2 separate regions of the Mus musculus genome follow, and region 1 is linked to region 2. Evidence: chromatin contacts called from public ChIA-PET data. All regions are on one chromosome and are shown on one strand. Each heading gives the region's core, a stretch centred on a gene start, on an enhancer-like site or on the middle of the called end of the contact. The rest is flanking DNA. Distances are from core to core; before and after follow the strand shown.

Evidence for each region. ChIA-PET counts read pairs in DNA pulled down with a chosen protein or histone mark.
Region 1: a contact with region 2 is called in an RNA polymerase II ChIA-PET map of memory CD8 T cells, with 5 read pairs. The contact joins two enhancer-like sites. A contact is called at or near these places in 2 of 39 promoter capture datasets (cranial neural crest and hippocampal neurons), 1 of 484 Hi-C or Micro-C datasets (olfactory sensory neurons), 1 of 115 datasets of contacts at active chromatin or transcription factors (memory CD8 T cells) and 4 of 9 other capture datasets (adipose tissue, embryonic stem cells, liver and 1 more).

Annotation. Positions count from the first base shown.
Region 1 is chr4:149,646,750-149,649,554 of GRCm38.p6, forward strand. Clstn1 (calsyntenin 1) reads left to right here. Exons shown (of 19, transcript NM_023051.5): 18 at 17-201; 19 at 624-2,150. The coding sequence ends at 815. Pik3cd (phosphatidylinositol-4,5-bisphosphate 3-kinase catalytic subunit delta) reads right to left here. Exons shown (of 22, transcript NM_001164052.1): 22 at 2,419-2,805. Among named protein-coding and RNA genes, the nearest start is that of Mir7023, 7.4 kb to the right of the region's middle. Within about 2 kb of position 1,497, at least 56 of the 459 cell types and tissues checked have an H3K27ac peak or open chromatin away from gene starts, as enhancers often do. A contact at or near this core is called in memory CD8 T cells, where this site is marked.
Region 2 is chr4:149,321,053-149,323,813 of GRCm38.p6, forward strand. No RefSeq gene overlaps it. Among named protein-coding and RNA genes, the nearest start is that of Ube4bos3, 12 kb to the right of the region's middle. Within about 2 kb of position 1,454, at least 32 of the 459 cell types and tissues checked have an H3K27ac peak or open chromatin away from gene starts, as enhancers often do. A contact at or near this core is called in memory CD8 T cells, where this site is marked.

The DNA of each region.
Region 1 (2,805 bases), core at 247-2,746, 330 kb after region 2:
TCAAACCCCATGGCAGTTGTCCCCAGCACGGCGACAGTGGTGATTGTGGTGTGTGTCAGCTTCCTGGTTTTCATGATCATCCTGGGGGTGTTTCGGATCCGGGCTGCACATCAGCGAACGATGCGGGACCAGGACACGGGGAAGGAGAATGAGATGGACTGGGATGACTCTGCCTTGACCATCACCGTCAACCCCATGGAGGTAGGCACAGAAGGGCCAACCACAAAGCGCCACGGAGACCCAGACCCTGGTCATGTGCTTGCAGGTTGGGTCAGTGAGATTAGATTAGGGGGGTCACCTTCAGATGAGGAAGCCCTTGCTGAAGGCCTCCGTGAGTAGCATAGGCAGGCAACTGACGCTCTTGGCTTCTTTACCCCAAGATGTCCGTGGTATGACAGGACTAAGCTCCGCCCCTCTGCATTGAGCACCCCATCCCATGTGAGTGGTATCCATGTTGCTAATGAGAGCGTCACCTGCCGGGTCACTTTGGCGAGGCGACTCCCAGTACCACTCAGGCCCTTCTGTCACTGTGGGGTTGGCTGTGTTTTCCTTTGTGGCTTTTAGTAGATAGACACTGGGCGATGGGGCTACAGGCTAGATTTACGCCGTCGTCTCTTTGCCAGACATATGAGGACCAGCACAGCAGTGAGGAGGAGGAAGAGGAGGAGGAGGAGGAGGAGAGCGAAGATGGGGAGGAAGAGGAAGACATCACCAGTGCCGAGTCTGAGAGCAGTGAGGAGGAGGAAGGAGGCCCCGGAGACGGCCAGAATGCCACCCGACAGCTGGAATGGGATGACTCCACACTCAGCTACTAAACCCGCACTCAGCGCCTGCTCTCCAGACTCTCTCCCAGCCCCACGGGTCCACGATGTACAAAATCATTTTGACCAGCAGGTCTGCAGACCCTTCCCCCACTGCTCAAAGTCCTCCCGTGCTTGGTGTGTGGGACCACCGGCTCCACCCTCCCCGCCCATCACCATTGCAGTTTTGCTAGAAGCTGGCGCTTCCTCCCCAGGGCAGGGGCCCCACAGCACCTCAGACCCCAAGTGTGTCTGGAGTTCCCTGTCGGCCAGGGAGAGGACACCAGCACCTGGGACCTCCAGAGAAGCCGCACTGAGCGGACTTGTCGACAGAGGGTGAAAAATTACTCCCACGCAGTCAGTAACCATTTCTCTTATTTTTAAAAGTTTTTTTATTTTTTTTTCCCAAACTAGTGCATGTATAAAGTGGGAGAGCAGAGGGGGTTAATATGTAGATGGCCAACCGACTTTTTAATATTTTGTAAATAAATTGGGATTCTGTGTGTCCTCTGTGCTAGTAGTCCAGGACAGGAATGTAAAGTCAGAATGCGGGGCCAGGAGGGCCTCTTCCTCCCTCTTCCCTCCCAAGAAACCAGGTTGGAGAGGCCCAAGTCACTGGGGCCCACCCTTGCTAGGGTTTCCGTACAGCCACGTGGCCGGGGCCATGGCTTTCAAGTGCTGTCTGGGGGGGCCAGCCCCACGAGCCTCCAACCACATTAGAGGCTGGGAACAGCCAGGATGTTGCCAAAGCCCCTGGCCTTTCCTGTACACGCCTGTGACTGGCAGCCACATGGTTTCTGCTTATTAACGTGAGCCTCCCTGTTGGTGAAATGGTGTAGCTGGGAACGGACAGCAAAGGTGCAGGCGGTCAGGCTCCTCGCTTGGAAGACCACGGTTCTGAGCAAGTCTGCACAACAGCACCAAAAGGAGACCCCGAGGCCCAAAGATAAACTGCTACAATGCTCCAGAACAATCTTTTCTCTCCTCCCCAGAGGCCCCATGGGATGCCGCGTGCTGTTGGGTTTGGGCTAAGATCTAAGACCCAGCAGATAGGAGACAGCAGGTACCACCCACACAGCACAGCTCTTCATTCACAGTCAAGAGTTTAGACTGCTCCAGCTGGGACATCCAGTCCTCGCTGCTGTTGCTGCTAGTTCGAAGGATGCCGCCGTGCTGTCTGTGGCCGCCCTCCCATGTCCTGTCCCCTGTAGCTGCTTTCTTAGATGGAAACAGGCTAACGAAGAGAGGGACACTGTCGTGTCAGTAGCCGCAGGGTCCCCTTTAAGATGTGTATATCGACACTAGGTCAGAAAGTGTATGCGTTATAATAAAGTTCTGGTTCTAACTCCAGCCTGAGTGGGGTCCATTCTGTCATGTTTGTTGGGTACGGGTTGGGGCAGGGGTTGAGGGATTTATGAAGATAGGCTGGGCTCAAACTTAAAGCAATCCTCCTGCCTCTGCCTGCTCAGTGCTGGGATTACAGATGTCCACCATGCCGGGCAAGGATTATTAATTTTTATGGTACTAAGGAATGTACCTGAAGCTTTGCACTTCGCAGACAAGGGCTCAACCAGTACACTGTATCCCCCCAAGTCCCCTTGTTATTTGAGCCAAGAACTTAAGAACATAAAAACGTTTTTATTTCTTTTCACCTGTCTTTACCTGTTGTGTCAAGGTTGCACAAACTGGTCTCAGCCCCCATCAATGAGAGGAAAAAACTTAACAAAAAACCCGTCTTCCAGCCAAGTACACACCCAACCCAGAAAGGCCGAGCCTGTGCAGAATCTGCAGCCACACCAGAGAGCACCTAGACTCTTTTCAATAAATAACATGGCATACATACATACACACACACAGACACGTTTCCTATTTCAGAGTTGGTGGGGCAGACTAGGGGTTCAGCGGGTGCTGCGGAGGCACCACCGCTCACTGCTGGACCCTGGGCTCATCAACATGAAGGGGCTCCTTGAGCCATGTTCTGGGCTGCTGGCGAGACAGCGGTGAT
Region 2 (2,761 bases), core at 204-2,703:
GTTTCCGCATGGCCTTAGTCTTCGAGGTGGTATGCAAGGCCCCATAATGCAGAGCCTGCAAGACAGGGAGTGGTGGTTTGAGTGAGAATAGCGCCCCCTATTGGCTCATATATTTGAACTCTTGGCTCCTACATAGTGGATGAAATTGTTTGGGAAGGATCATGAGGTGTGACCTTATTGGAGGAGGTGTATCACTGAGGGTGGATCAGATTTGAGGTTTCAAAAGTCCACGCCATTTTTCTTTGTCTCAGTTCTTGTGAATCAGATGTGAGCTCTCCGTTACTGCTCCGGTGCCTGCCCGCCTACCTGCCCGCCTGCCTGCCTGCCGCCACATTCCCAGCCATGATGGTTAAGGACTAATGCTCTGAAACTGTAAGCAAGCCTCCAATTAAATGCTTTCTTTTATAGGTTCCATTGGTCATGGTGTCTTTCTTGGCAGTTGAAAAGTAACTAAGACAGAGAATATTTTCAAAGGTGGGCTGCACCATTCATATAAGCAGCCAACTCTGCAGTAGCTAGAAATTAGCTCCGCATTCTTATCAATAATGTGTTTTCTGTGCAAGACCTTTAGGTTTAAGAAGATTAGAAGGCCATTTCATCAGCAATTTCCTCCCATCTCCGAGACGTTATGGGTGTCTTGTTATAAGGAGCAGAAAGGTAGAGAAATAAAACGCACAGGTCTGTATAAATGTACAGACAGGGAGGGTGTGCATACGAACATATGTGTTACATATATTTGAAAATGTCATAATGAAATCCAGTATTTTGTATACTAGAAATTTAGTAATAACAATTATGGGTGCGCTGGCTGTAATTCCTAGGCTCCTAAGATAGAGACAGGGGATCCTGAAGCAAGCTAGCTAGACAGACCATACTGGCAAGCCTTGTGTCCCGTGAAGAGAACCCACTTCAATAAATAAGGTGGAGAACCATCTAAATGATACTTGTGCTGGGCTTGGTGGTGTACACCTTTAATCCCAGCAACAGGGAGGCAGAGGCAGGCAGATCACATGCACCCACGTATACATGGAGACATGCATGTGTGCATGTACATGGCTGTACATGATACATACAGACACATAGAAAAGAGAAAGCAGGACATCACGGTGCGTGCCTTTAATCCTAGCAACCGAGAGACAGAAGCAGGCAGAGCTCTGTGAATTCAAGACCAGTCTGGGCTACATGGCAAATTATAGACTGGCCATGGCTACATAATGACTCCATATATCTTAACAAACAAACCAACAAACAAACAGGTAAACAGAGACTAGGTAAACAGAGAAGTACTGATAAACAACCATCTCTGTCTGTCTTGTGTCTGATCAACATACACACACACACACACACACACACACACACACCCCTTCACCAAGAGTCTTAAGCTATCGCAATGCCGAAGAGCCTCTAACCTCCCACAATGCACTGTGCCTTCCACTTCCTCCCCTTCCCTCAGTGGCCAACATGCTTAGCTTTCAACAAAACAGCATGAATAATTTAAACCACTACAAAGCGATACACGATACAAAAGGTCAGAAGATTTAGAGACTCTGCTGGAAACCAGCAATATCACAAATCCTCCACTGGCCCTGGGATCCCAGGGGCTTTGGAAATGACTGGAGCAAGGTCCTTGCTCGTGTTTCTTTATGACAAAATAAAGGAGTGGCTTAGAGTACCAGATCCCTTGCTTAGTATTTGTGGGGCCTTGGGCTTTACCCCATTACCCAAACTAAACACAAATCAAAACAAAGAAAGATCTCTTTCTATTTCTTAGGCTATTTTTAACCTATGACATCGGCACTCCTCCCATTGAGAAACGGGTTTGTATTCCCAATCTTTGAAAGCCACACCACCTGTGTCTGCAACAGATGGAGGTCTTAGAGGTCACTGCAGATGTGCTAGGCAAGAACCAGATGTGGAGACCTTCAGGACAGCTTAGCCCCAGCCACAATTAGACCACGAACATGTAAGTTCCCTCAGTCAGCCTCAAAACCCCTGAGCTCGGTCAAGCCACACCACGATTTACGATGATAAAAAGCACAGTTTCTGGTTTAACCCACAGGCTTTAGGTGATCTGCTTAAGAACAAGGGCTAGGTGCTTAGAACTAGAAAATGAACCCTATCACAGCAGACACTGGCCTGGGACCGAGAAGCTGGCAGAGACAGGGGCATTGAAAATTGTTTTGTGTGGGTTTGGGTCTCAGGTAGCCCAAGACAGCCCCAGAGTTCTTATGAGGTGGAGACTGCCCTTGAATGCCTGACTCTCTGGCCTCTACCTAATATCTGAGATTCCAGGCCTAAGCCCTTCAGTGCTTGGCTTCTAATGCTTATTTTATTTATTGGTTTATTTATTTTTTACAGTTTTTCCATGTAACCTAGGCTGGTCTCATCTTGTGTGCGCTATGTAGCCAAAGGTGACCTTGAAGTCGCAATCCTCCTACATCCGTGATGACATGTTGGGACTTCGCTGTTGCTACCATGTTAGCCTACCACACTGATTTAAAGTGCTCAGATGCCTCCAGTCTGACAGCTTTCAGTCATACCAGGAACCATAAGCCCCATATTTATGTCGCCAGTCCAGACTTCTCTTATACTACAGACAGATATCTATATCAAGCCTGAAATCTTTACACTTCACCCCAAGCCGCTCCACTCAGTATCCCCAACATTGTCCTCGATGTCCTTTGAAGTCACGTGGCCTGTCTACTTGACTACGGCTGCACTTCCTCTAATCTATTCCCAAACCTCAATCACGGAACTCGAC